Regions from separate parts of the Arabidopsis thaliana genome. Here region 1 is linked to region 2. The links are chromatin contacts, called in public capture Hi-C maps. All regions are on one chromosome and are shown on one strand. Each heading gives the region's core, a stretch centred on a gene start, on an enhancer-like site or on the middle of the called end of the contact. The rest is flanking DNA. Distances are from core to core; before and after follow the strand shown.

What was found. Capture Hi-C pulls out chosen DNA fragments and counts their contacts.
Region 1: a capture Hi-C map of seedling shows a contact between it and region 2, with 1.7 times the contacts expected there. The contact joins the promoter of AT2G22200 here to the promoter of AT2G21850 in region 2.

The regions. Positions count from the first base shown.
Region 1 is chr2:9,440,670-9,446,953 of TAIR10.1, forward strand. AT2G22200 (Integrase-type DNA-binding superfamily protein) reads right to left here and starts at 3,759. Exons shown (of 1, transcript NM_127788.4): 1 at 2,404-3,759. The coding sequence starts at 3,538. The coding sequence ends at 2,753. It also overlaps the pseudogene AT2G22210.
Region 2 is chr2:9,312,263-9,318,975 of TAIR10.1, forward strand. AT2G21850 (Cysteine/Histidine-rich C1 domain family protein) reads left to right here and starts at 2,942. Exons shown (of 5, transcript NM_127754.4): 1 at 2,942-4,046; 2 at 4,119-4,229; 3 at 4,334-5,458; 4 at 5,560-5,647; 5 at 5,738-5,976. The coding sequence starts at 3,006. The coding sequence ends at 5,646. AT2G21860 (violaxanthin de-epoxidase-like protein) reads right to left here. Exons shown (of 2, transcript NM_127755.3): 2 at 5,860-6,713. The coding sequence ends at 6,071.

The sequences.
Region 1 (6,284 bases), core at 2,509-5,008, 130 kb after region 2:
TAAATATTTAGGTTATACAATAAATGTAAACGATGAAATTAAGTAAAATTCTGATAGCCTAGTGGTACTAACAACCTACTAAATATCTAAATATCTGCAGCCCCTAGTTCGATGTTTTCAATTGCACTTTTCTCGAATTTTTTTTTTTAACTTAATAAAAAGGGAAAAATTAGTGTTTTCGTTATGGAGTCATCTTCTTCCCAAAATCCCTAATTGAGACAAGTTGTCTGCGTTTTCACAACTTGTTTTCCGTTTTTCTTCCAATTTTTTTATATCATTTTCTCATATAATTTAACCAAAATAGTACATATCTATAATTATTTTAAGGATTCATAGTCAAAAGCTAAAGTTTTAAGAAGATTTTCATTTTCACCGATTTAAGCAAAAATCGCGGCAGTCCATCCTCACCTAGCAACTCTTCGCCGTAATATGCCATCGAGACCAAATTTCAGAACATTTAGTAAAATACATGTTAAATCATATTTTTGTAACCTGCAAAAGGATAAATCCACAAATTATTTTAAAAAATGACAAAAACCACAAATGCCATTCAAAAAAATGGCAAATCCATAATTGGTTTCAACCAAAATACGACATTTGTACAAGTTTTATTTGCTCCATTTCAAATCATTCTAACAAATTTGTTATAAAAATATATATTATAGAATTAATTATTAGTTTTTTCTAAAAGCAACAATTATGTTTTACACTCGAAGTATGAAACACATTTGAATCCCCACATACTAATTTCTACAACAATTAATCTATAGTTTTAAATACAATCCAACTACAACCGTAACTAGTCGATCGGGCTTTTAATATTAAGGTATACATTATACATCAATTCCCACCCTCAAATATTATAAGTAAGTAAGTAATAACCAATAATGCTTGTGAAAATTTTAATAATGTCAATTTGCAACATAGCTTTTACTTTTCTTATATATCGGATCATATTTTTAAAATATCGATAGTATGTACAAGTTGCCATTTGTTTTTTATTTTGAGTGTAATCAGTAATGGTCTAATGGATAACATGGGCAATCATTGGGAAATGTTTCTCTAAAGCGGGATTAAATATATGCAAAAATTATTATGCAGATTATTATCGATTTCGGTTTTTTAACATGATCATCGTAATTTAGTATATATAAAAAAAATTGTTCATCGCATATCAATAAAGCACGAAGTCTAGATATACTTTCATGCTTTTAGCTAAAAATAAATTATTATGTGATCTGGTACAAGACTAGTAAAATCACTATTTAAAATGATTGATTCTGAATCATATTAAAAGAGTGATTTTGAAAAAGTTTGTTGCTGGAACAACAGTTTCACTTTCGAGTTTTCTTTAATTCTTTGAATGAATTCACATGAAAAGCAATTCATAATTGTAAAATTTATTTTTAAATGTAGTAAACCCCACCCACTGTTCATAAAAAAAAGAGAGGAAGGTAGTAGAGAATTGGGCAAATTTGCCAAGATAAATATATAAATTCCTATTGAATAACAAAATCAACTAGTGTCTGCATACAATATTATCTATGAATGGCTTAAAAGGAGAGTGTCTTAGATAACTCTTCACTTTCTCCAAAAGTCGCTAATCCTTAAAATGAATCACTTATGTTTTCCTCGATTTTCAGTCGATATAATCACTATATTCTACACGATCTATCAAACAAAACACACAACAAACGATAGACGATAGTGTTAATTTGCCAAATAAACGTCTTTAGCATCATAAATCAAGAACAAATGCAACAATAAACGATAGATTATATGGTTAATTTGCTAAATAACATTCAAGCTTATGCATAAGAGAACGAAGTGTGTTCATTTCTATAATTAAAAAACACAATGCAGGATGTAAAAGAAGAGTCACCAACCCCATAAAATAAGTAATCATGGCTTTTTTTTGTAGAATCAAAGGCACTCAACGGTATCAACGGAAACAGTTGGTGATGGAGATATTAGTGTTGGAATTATGCTTTTTCTACGTGTCTTGCATTAACCATAAACCTATTTTTTATCAATAACTTGACGCGATTTTTTAATTACTTAACTCAATATCTAAAAATTTGACAGTAACGTTATATAGAATTGAAAGGTACTCCATACTAACTACTAATATATAATTAACCATCATTTTGTGATTAAAAAAAATCAATACTCCTCACAAATATACCACCATATTGGAAAAAATATACTTAATCGTCTTTAGTCCTTACAATTCCATATCTTTTGGGCTTCGTATTTATATATCTTATCCAATCTTGATGTTGGGCACTAAAACAAGGCCGAGAAGGCCCAAAGGTATTTTGGCTCCGATTGGGTTGTCAAGAGTAGCTTCAAGTTGAAACAGAGGATTGAAAAATGAAATAAAATACATTCGTAAACTGAAATCAGGAATTAGCATGCATAATAAGAAACACAAAAAAAAGAAATACATTTGGTTTTAAAAAAGAGAGAACTAAAAGAAGAAATCAAGACTTCATTTTACAAACTTTGATCTCACTCTCATAAGTAGATGTGAGGATATAATACATAGCTTTTGAATACATAAACTTTCTCCGGTTTGTTGATGACGAGGACCTTAAAAACTTACCAAGCCAAACCAAACATGGAGATTAGCTACATAGTAAAACTCTATACGACCAACAAAGAAAACTAGGACAGATTCAAACCTAATAAACTCATCTGCAACTTGTTGAAAATTTCAGTTGCACAGAAGATTAATATAAAATAGAAGACTTTAAGAATTGGCCAGTTTACTAATTGCATCCCAATCAATCTCCACCGAAGGAAACTTCCGAAGCCCGAAACTTCCAATCTCTTCAAACTCAGTATCCGAGAAATCCAGGAATGTTTTATCCGACGATGAATATTCCGCCTGCGACTCATCCAACAACGAGGTCTCATCGCTTCTCGGTGACTCATTAGAGAGCTCATTTGTCTCCAAATGCTCTCTTTTAGGCAAGAAAAGCTCTGCTTTTGGCAGGAAAAGCTCTGTTTTATCTGAAACAGAGTAAACAGAGTACTCCTTTGTTTGATCAGAAACAGAGCAAATTTCCTCTGTTTTTCTCAAACTTTTGCAGATAGCTTGAAGCTTGGTATCAACAGAGGAAGGGAGAGGATTCATGTCTTCGTGTATGAGGTTTGGGAAGTTAAGCTTCGCGATATCTCCACGGAGCTGAAAAGCAGCTTGGTCGTAAGCTAAGGCGGCTTTTTCGGCGGTTTCGAATGTCCCGAGCCAGAGACGGGTCCGGTTCTTGGGCAAACGGATCTCAGCGACCCATTTCCCCCAGTGCCTTTGCCTTACGCCTCTGTAGAGATTCTTGGTTTTGGAGGTAGAAGGTGTTAAGTTCTTCATTCTGATACGGTTTGGAGAGAGGTTTGAGATTGTGCTACGTCTATGGTTAAGCTGGTTCTGAATCTGATGAATTTGGTATGGTGTGAGCTGGTTTAGACCGAGAGGCATAGATTTGTTTACACCGAAGCTCGTGTTTGGGACAGGGAAAGAAAGAGAAGCAGTTTCCATGAGAGGATTGAAATAGAGATCTTTGCTGCTTGTGAAGATATAAAGTTTGGATTTTTATAATACAAAGATGAAACCCTTTTGAAAGAAAAGACGACGAACAAAGAAATGGGTGAAATTGATCAAAACGAAACTTCAGGGTCAAGAAAAGAGAAACTCAAATTTTTAAGGTGAACTCGTGCTTCCTTTATTTTTTATATATAAAAAATCTCTCGTTATGTTGCTTGTTCTGAAGCTCTCCGCCTTTTAAAGGCCATTGAATTCGTCTGAATATTTAAGGCAATAATCGTTTTAATCAATCCATGGCCGGAGTAAACCAATAGGAAATTGCCATGTCTACATGTGCTTTGGATCTAGCCGTTTCCGGGGAATATAATATAGGGGCTATATGGGGCAAGTTCTCTATAATATGTGGGTTTTCGGTTGTGAATTTAGACATGTTTTACTTTGAAGTTGAACACGTAATATATGACTCAATGTTGGAGGATAATTTGTTGTACCAATATTCTGTATGATGGAAATGGAGCTTAAAAATCAAATTAATCACAACTTCCACAAGTTGAAAATTTAAAAATTTGTTTAGTGACCTAATCATGTAACTATACTTTTAGATGAATACTCAAGTCTATTTGTAAGATTATATGTTGTTAGAAATTTTCAAAAAATATATATATGATGATAAGGTTGAAGATAAAGTGGTGAAAGTTTAACACACATGGTTGGTTGGGGAGTTATTGTAGCTACATGCTTTCCACATTTAATTTCTTTTTTCGAACTTTTATTTAATAATATATACAGAATATATACCCTGAAAAAAACTAATTAATTGATTAACAATATTATTATTTAGATATAGAATTTTGTAGGAGCTAGAAAATAAAAACAAATGAATTGTTGATTCTAGGATTCGTTGAAAGGCCAATTTGCTTTCCAACCATTTAACGATCAAGTGAAAGGACCAATAACTCTTGGAATATGGCACCTTTTATATTATGAACATTTTACTTTCATTTGGACAAATATATTAAAAGCTAATTGCATGGAAATTCTCTCCGCAGTGCGTTTTCCGTTTCCGAAACATTTCAGAAAACGGAAACTCTTGGAAATTCGATGGAAATTCACAAAAACGCGTTTCCTAAAATTTTATATTTGGAAACACGATGAAATTTTTTATATTTTAGAAACGCAAAAAATCTTATTTTTTTACTTTGGAAACTTAATAATAATAAAAGTTTGGAAAGATAAAGATTTAACTAATTTTGGGAGACTCAAGTTTTAAGATCTTTCTCTCGACGAATCAAATCTCATGTGCTTCATATGATTTTTAATGGAACTAATGAAAATGATGGTCTAAATATTTGATATTACGCTTTTTAATCTTTATTTTTAAGAATTTTACTTTATCTATTTGATATTTATGTTTTAGATTTTTGTTGTTTAAAATATATATATATATATATATATATATGTCTAAGTTTCCAAAACGTTTGCGTTCCTTAATTTTAAAAAAAAATTGTTTTCGGTTTTCGAAACGTTTCGTTTCCGTGTTTCCGTTTCTGTTGCTATGCAACATAGATTAAAAGTACGAGGTAGATAGAAAAAAATAGGAATAGGTTATTGTTGGTTTATACTTTATAATCGTATTACGCCCATGATATGACAGTATATCGAACCGGTAATTGGAAAGTTAATTCCCAAAGAATACGATTATACTAAGATGAAAAGATGATTGTAGAGAGACAAAAAAAGAGCTTTGATGAGCTTTGTGCCCATTGACACAAAGAGAACTTTAGATGGATAAAAAGAACGTTTTATAGAGAGAAAGCTTTGAAAGAACAAAAGGAAAAGCAATTGAACGTTGATTTGTGGTTGATTTCCAATCTCTACATTGATTACCAGTCAATTCCGTGACAAATTTGTTACTAAATTGGCTAAGATATGTGTTCTGGTTTAATGCTTCCGCATAATAGAATAACAATTATAATACTAATAACATCATCCATGTGAGTATTTTTTTCTTCTTCTTTCTTTTTTTTTTGGAATGAAAATGATCCATGCGAATGTTGGTGTGACAAATAAATATGTTATTAAAATATTTACAGATTATGTGATTTATTATGTAATTTAATATGTGGTCCAGTCATAAAATCGATTCGTTTGCTAAACTCCACTAGATTTCTCCTTTGTAAAGTTTCACGTTACATATTGATTCATCATGAATCAATTACTATGGGTTTAGTCCATTTACGCTTCTTGCGGTTGTTCAGTCAACTTTCCTCAAATCAAATTATGGTACTTATAAGAAATCTTTTGGTACCAAAAGAGTAGACAAGTTTGGATGGTATTAGGAGATACAAATACCAAATATTTTCACGCTTCAACTAAACAAAGGCGGGCTAGGAACAGAATAATTGGTATCCTCGATCAAAATAGAGTGTGGGTTGATAATGAAGAAGGTATCGAGAAAGTCGCCGTGAGCTACTTTGATAACTTCTTTTCTTCCTCGGTTTCGAGAGATCCCACTAATGTCCTTAAAGATGTCCATGTTGCGGTTACTCCAAGGATGAACGAGGCTCTAACCAAGGAGGTTACAGAAGAGGAGGTGAAAAGAGCTTTATTCTCATTAAACCCGGGAAAAGCACCAGGATCAGACGGGATGATGGCACTTTTTTACCAACGTTTTTGGGACATTATAAAAGGTGATCTCACCAATTTGGTGAAGAATTTCTTTAGATCTGGTATCTTTGAT
Region 2 (6,713 bases), core at 1,692-4,191:
AAAATATGTAAACGTGTAGGTGAAGACAATAACGCTCAACTAATCTGTGGACCAAAATAGATGACGAAAAATCTAAATAAAATTTAAAATTCTTAAATGAGAACAATTGCATATAACGTGTAGGATTCATAATAATAGAGCAAGATGATGAAATCGAAAACAAAACGTAGATGCAACAGATTTCTATTCGGGGACAAGATCTGGAGACTAAAACAAAAGTCTGTCACCAGTTGTACTCCGCTAACAGGTAATTATGTCCCCTAATGCATTATATATTACGTTGTCCCCCGCTAGCAGGTAATCACATCTCCTAATGTATTATATATTACGTTGTCCCCCGCAGAATTTCTCCGCTAACAGGTAATCATGTCCCCTAATGCATTATATATTACGTTGTCTCCCGCTAGCAGGTAATCATGTCTCCTAATGTATTATATATTACGTTGTCCCCCGCAGAATTTTGGATAACCAATTTTTTTAAACAAGTCAATTTTAAATACCCAATAACAGTAGAAGCCAGCTGTTCTCCACTATTCTCTCTCCTAATCTTTTATGTTTCCACCATGATTTTTTGTCATGTATCATCACATCAGTTAAAAGCTGTCACCATCTAAGTCAGTCCCTGACCCACTTTAAGGGCATTTTTGTCCACGAATTACCAAGTGAAGTAAAATGTGGTAGATATTGTAAGCTGAACTAGAATATGGTAGAAATTGTAAGATTGGACCAATAATATGGCAGATTTTGCAAAATTTCCTACATATTTCAAGCTTCTACCTCTAGTTCACTACTTTCGTTATTAAATAAGCCCAATTACTCTCACGTTACTATTCTACATGTGTTATCTATATTTGGTTAGGCAGTTATCAACGCTTTCACGACATTGTAAAATTTTTAGACTGAATGCATTCCATAAAATGATGTTTAATTTGAGACCGAATGCATTCCATAAAAATTGAAACTTTTAAATATGTTTTTAATTAAAAATATTATTAAACAAAAAATAACAAAATGCTGTTTAATTTTACGGGACGGAGTTATATGGTGGAACAAGTTTGGATTGATACTAATATGATATGGTATACCACAAGTGAAATCCTAAATTTAAAACAAAAAATAAAATGATATAATCTTAAACACTAAACAACCCAAATAATACTAACAAAACAAATACAACTTAAAATTTAAGGTTTTTCATTTTAAAAAATCGATCATTAATGTACAGTGGAGTAATATTTTAGATAGAAAATAATATCAAATTATTATTATAGTCCATGATTATAAATATTTACCAATATTAACACTATATCACTTCTACACCTACAAATCTTCTAAGTACATCAATACAATTAACACATTTATGTAACAAATACAAAAACTCAGGAAACAATCTTTTTGCATTTCAACTATATTAATTCTAATATAATATAATTAAATGAGAAATATGTTTTTACATTATGAATTTAAAAATCCAATAAATTATTAATTATTATCTAAAATCTATAAAATAAAAATATTGTCATGCGGTATACCGCGAATTAAATCCTAATAGAATACTATAATCAATGACTAATTAACACATCAAATGAATTTGCTTCATTTACATATCTTTAATAAACGTTACTATAATATTTTATATTAAAATTTATATATTAAATATATTGTGTCTAATATTAAATATGATTGAATTTTATGACTACATTTTTTAATGATATATTAACGTATTTGCAACTTACAGTATGTGTACCCCGAATAATAGCATACGATATTTTCCATTGTAGATTACGAAATTCTCATATTTAAACTCTTCTCTTGTGGGTAGGGTTGTCAAAATGGGTCAAAATTCATCGGTCAACTCAACTCAATTCATGAACCCTAATGAGTTGAAAATATTGACTCAAATGAGTTGATGGGTCAAATGAGTTCTTGAATCAATTAGTTTGATGAATAAAATGAGTTGAGTTGTAATGGTTAATAGTTTCAATGGTTTATCCAATTAACCCATCAAATTTTGTAAAATTGAATTAAACCAACTAAAATCTCTAAACCAATACCAATTTAAGTTTAACCAACACATCTAAACTAATTTAATAAAATCAATATTTTCCAAATTTCTTAAATATACAAGCTATGAAATTGAAAAGAAGTAAACTCGTAATTTTCCACCAAAAAACATAAACCCGTAATTTTCCCGCCAAAAAAGTAAACCCGTGATTTTCCCGCCAAAAACGAAAAACTCGTGATTTTCCCGCCAAAAATGTAAACCCGTAATTTTCCCGCCAAAAAACGTAAACCCCTAATTTTCCCGCAAAAAAAGTAAACCCATGATTTTCCCGCCGAAAACGTAAACCCCTAATTTTCCCGCTAAAAACATAAACCCGTGATTTTCTCGCCAAAAACGTAAATCCGTAATTTTCCCGCCAAAAATGTTAACCCGTAATTTACCGGCCAAAAAACTTAAACCCATGATTTTCCTGCTAAAAACGTAAACCCGTAATTTTCCCGCCAAAAAAGTAAACCCGTGATTTTTCCGACAAAAACGTAAATCTGTAATTTTTCTGCCAAAAACGTAAATCCATGATTTTCCCGCCAAAAACGTAAACCCCGTAAAAAATGGAATCCGAAAATATCTTAAGTTTGATGATAATAAATTAATAATTATTAATAATGATAATTATTTATTATTGTTTTATAATAATAATTAATTAAATTATTACGTGGGATAATCTATTTAACAACTCAACTCATCAAATGAAATGAGTTATGGGTTGGGTCAACCCATTTAATCATTTAACTCTAAACTGATTTGATAATGAGTTGAGTTGAGTTGGGTTACCCATTTCGACACTCCTACTTGTGGGCTTAGTGAAATTTCGTAGATGTATATGTAAGCCCGTTAAACATTGTATACGATTTAATAAAACAGAACGACTTGTTTCGTGCACTCCTCCCACTATCTTAAATCTAAAAAAAAAAACTTTGGATCTCATCTCTCGTTGACTTCGATGGCAGAGCTCAAGCATTTCTCCCATGAATGCCCATTGACTTCACCCAAGATCGCCGTCGACGGGATTTGCAGCATTTGCTACAAAGATGACCTTGTCGAGTTGGCATGTAGCCCTTGCGATTTCAGTCTCTGTAAAGGTTGCTCTCAACTTCCGCAGAAGGTCTGGCACGATTTCCATCCGGATCATCCTCTGGAATTTTGTCTGCACCAGTACGATCAGAAACCTGAACACGTCGTATGCTCCGGGTGTGGCAACATGACTTCTGGCTCTTTCTATAAGTGTAAAGAGTGTGAGATATACTTGGACATGGGCTGTGCGCTCATTGCGAGCATCTTCAGGGGCTGGGATAGCAAAGACTTGCTCCATTACAGCCATTGCCACTTGCTTAAGAGGTGTAGACCCGGACCAGACGCTAGAGGTTCTTGCCTTCTCTGTGAGCTTCCCCTCTCTCCCTCTTCCGTTTGTTATGGTTGCGTTCATTGTTACTCATTTGTTCACGAACGCTGTATTCATTTTCCGAGAGAGATTGCACATCCTGTGCATCTTGCACACCCTCTCAAACGGCTTGATTACACACGAACTAGTCTCTGTCATATATGCGGGGAAAGTATCGCTGGTGTCCCATTTGGTTGCCTAGAATGCGATTTTGACGCTCACTTGAGGTGTTTAGATTCCTTTTTGCGAGGGCTGATGCACAAGTCTCATCCGCACAGGTTGATTTATAGAACTAAATCTCACATAAGTTTCACAGAGAATGATCAATGTCAAATATGCAGGAGAAGTATTGTGATATCTCTTGACTCTTTTTTTTACTGCATACAATGCTCTATGGTTTTCCATTTCGAGTGTCTTGAGATACCTGAGTTTGTGGTCGAGAAGTCTCATCACATTCATCCACTTGTGTGCAAATTTCTCCCATATGAGGATGAATTTTTGGAGTATTGTGGCGTTTGCGAGACAATGGTGTATGCAGGACATCATGCTTATTCCTGTGACGAATGTGATTTTCTAGGCCACATTGAATGCATTCTACGCAAGGTAATTACTGTTTTCTTATTAATGATGTTGGTGGTGAAACGATGACGATTTATTCTTTATTATAATCTACAGGCTGCCCCTTCCCCACTATACTTGAAAGATCTTTACCCTTGCAGCAAAGACAACACTAGTTCAACATATCAACTGGACCATGATACCAATGAGCCAAAAGCCGAACTTATGGTATAGATTTTCATTACAACTGATAGACTAGTGAAAAAATCAAAAATTGTTAACTCTTTTCATTCATATATTGGTTGTGACTGCCCTTCCCTTGATTAATCCAGGTCAATACTATGAAGGGGCATATACATGTGATGCGATTCGTTGATTTCCGTGAGCTTGATGAAAAAGCAAAGTGCAACATCTGTCGGACAAAAATACGCGGTAGCCCATGTAAATGCGAGACGTGCAGCTTCCAGGCGCATAGTTTCTGCGCAGAGCTAGGGCGACCATTGAAGCATCGAGTTCATAAGCATTTTCTGACACTCTTACCAGATGCCCCTGCAGGCACAGATGTTACTATGAATTGTGACATTTGCAGAGATGATATAAAAGGGTTCAATCTCTTTTGTCGCATATGCAATTTTGTCATCCATACCAATTGCATATTTAGAGGTAAACACTTATTTACGGAGTCACAAAGGGGGCAAAAAATCATTGGAAGCTGTACAGCGATGAGTGGATGCATTCAAAAAGAGCATTTGTTGGATCAAATAATGGTCTCAAAGTCATACTCCATGGCTTGCGATATATGTGAAGAGGTGGTGTGTGGAAAAGACAAGACCATACATATGTCATCGCTTAGGCTTTCAACATTTGTGTATCGTCTGATCAATGAAAGCTCACTTGTTTCATGTGTGGTGTGTAAAGATGTATATCATCCATTGTGTCTGGAAGTTAACAGGCAAATGAGATTCTGTCATCCAATTCATCCTGATCACTACCTTCCGCTTTCATTTGTAAGTGGATCCAAGTGCCTAGCCTGCAAGCTGGAAATTAAAAAGTATGGCTATCATTGTTCCACTTGCAACATCAGTTTCCATATTAAATGCAGCAAAGCGGTAATATTTCCACAACAGACATCTCACAACCACCGTTTCTATCACTTTTGGATTGCTGACTCGAAGATCACTCGAACCTGCCGTGTGTGCGCTAAACCGTGCGGTGTCTCGTTCTACGGATGTATTGGGTGCGACTTCAACGCCCATGCAGAGTGTATTGCGTTTCCAGACAATGTGAAGAACCAAAAACATGAGCATACTTTGAAGCTAATAGGTAGTCGTTATTTCGAGCCAGATTGCTTTCTCTGTGGAGAGCGTATTGTGGGTAAATTCGGAAAAAGCTCCAATGTGCTTTATTCATGCAAGCACTGTGGCAAAGAGTTTCACCTCAAATGCATAATGTCTACGGTAAAATTTAGTCAACCATCTTGCAGAACTTTAACCATTAACTTTTTCCGTTTTGTTTTCGGTTTTCAAAACATTTAAATGTTTTTTTCCGTGTCATACAGGATGACCGTGAAGCTGCAACAGAAGAGGATCAATATGGAGACATATATCTTATGTACCTTGAGCGTCATCTCTTGGAGGTGTTATAAAGTGAGTCTTAGTTTGGTAACGCAACTTTTCCGTTATTCTGAAGTTATGCATCAACTTCTTCTCATTTTATTCTTGTCTTTGTTTCAACAGAGGATGACGAAGACAGTGATTCATCTTAGTTTGGTTTTCGCCCCCTCCATGTGTAAACTAATAAGGAGACTACTTCCCTCATCTGAGGTTATGCCTCTTTGCTTGATTTGTGTTTACTTTTTCAGAGTGCCAAGTTTGATGCTAGTAGTGCCTGTGCCACTGTTTTTCTCCAAGTTGTTATTACCGTGTACTACATTTCAAAAAACGTTTGCATTTTTAACGCGAATTTCTTCCTATCTTTCGCCTCCTCAGGGTTTAACTCAATATTGGATTCAATGATATTCTTAAACAAACATGAATTTACAGAAAAACAGTGACTACCACAGTGCAAAATTAGTTGAATTTTTCTTCCGAGTCTGGTTCCTCTATGATACTGATTCTCGAATGAAGTCTAGAACCCTGTGGAATCCCTAGCGGCGGGTTTTCACAAGAACAATTATCAACAGCAAAGAGTTCCCATTCCTTAATCCCACATTTCTCCAATGCTGACTGCAATCTCTCCTTGTCCTTCTCTGCCGGGTAAGAACCATCCGGTGTCACAAGCACAGCTCCGGTGTAAGACTGTCCTGCTACACGTGCTGCTCCATGGTAATGGAACAGTCCCCAACTTAGATCATCAGATACATCCACAATAGTCCAAAACTCATTTGACACCACACCATTGTCCAAAACACTGAAACGAAACGTTGCAGGGATCTTTCCTCGCTTAACCGAGTATCTTCTCCTTCTCCACACCAACTTCTCTTCGAGCGTCCTGACCTGAAACACGGGCTCATACCAAAACGACGACTTCCCTTTCCCTCTGTAGAATAGCTGGTACTGACATGGAAACTGATCATAAGCCGGGTTTTGTCCAGCCACGACACGCCAGCTCCATTCCAATTCCCCTAACCACCCAACAAACAAGTCTTCCGCTGTATCATGACACAACTCCTTCCCTCGAAAACTCGTCATGGGAGGCACATAAGGCTTCTCA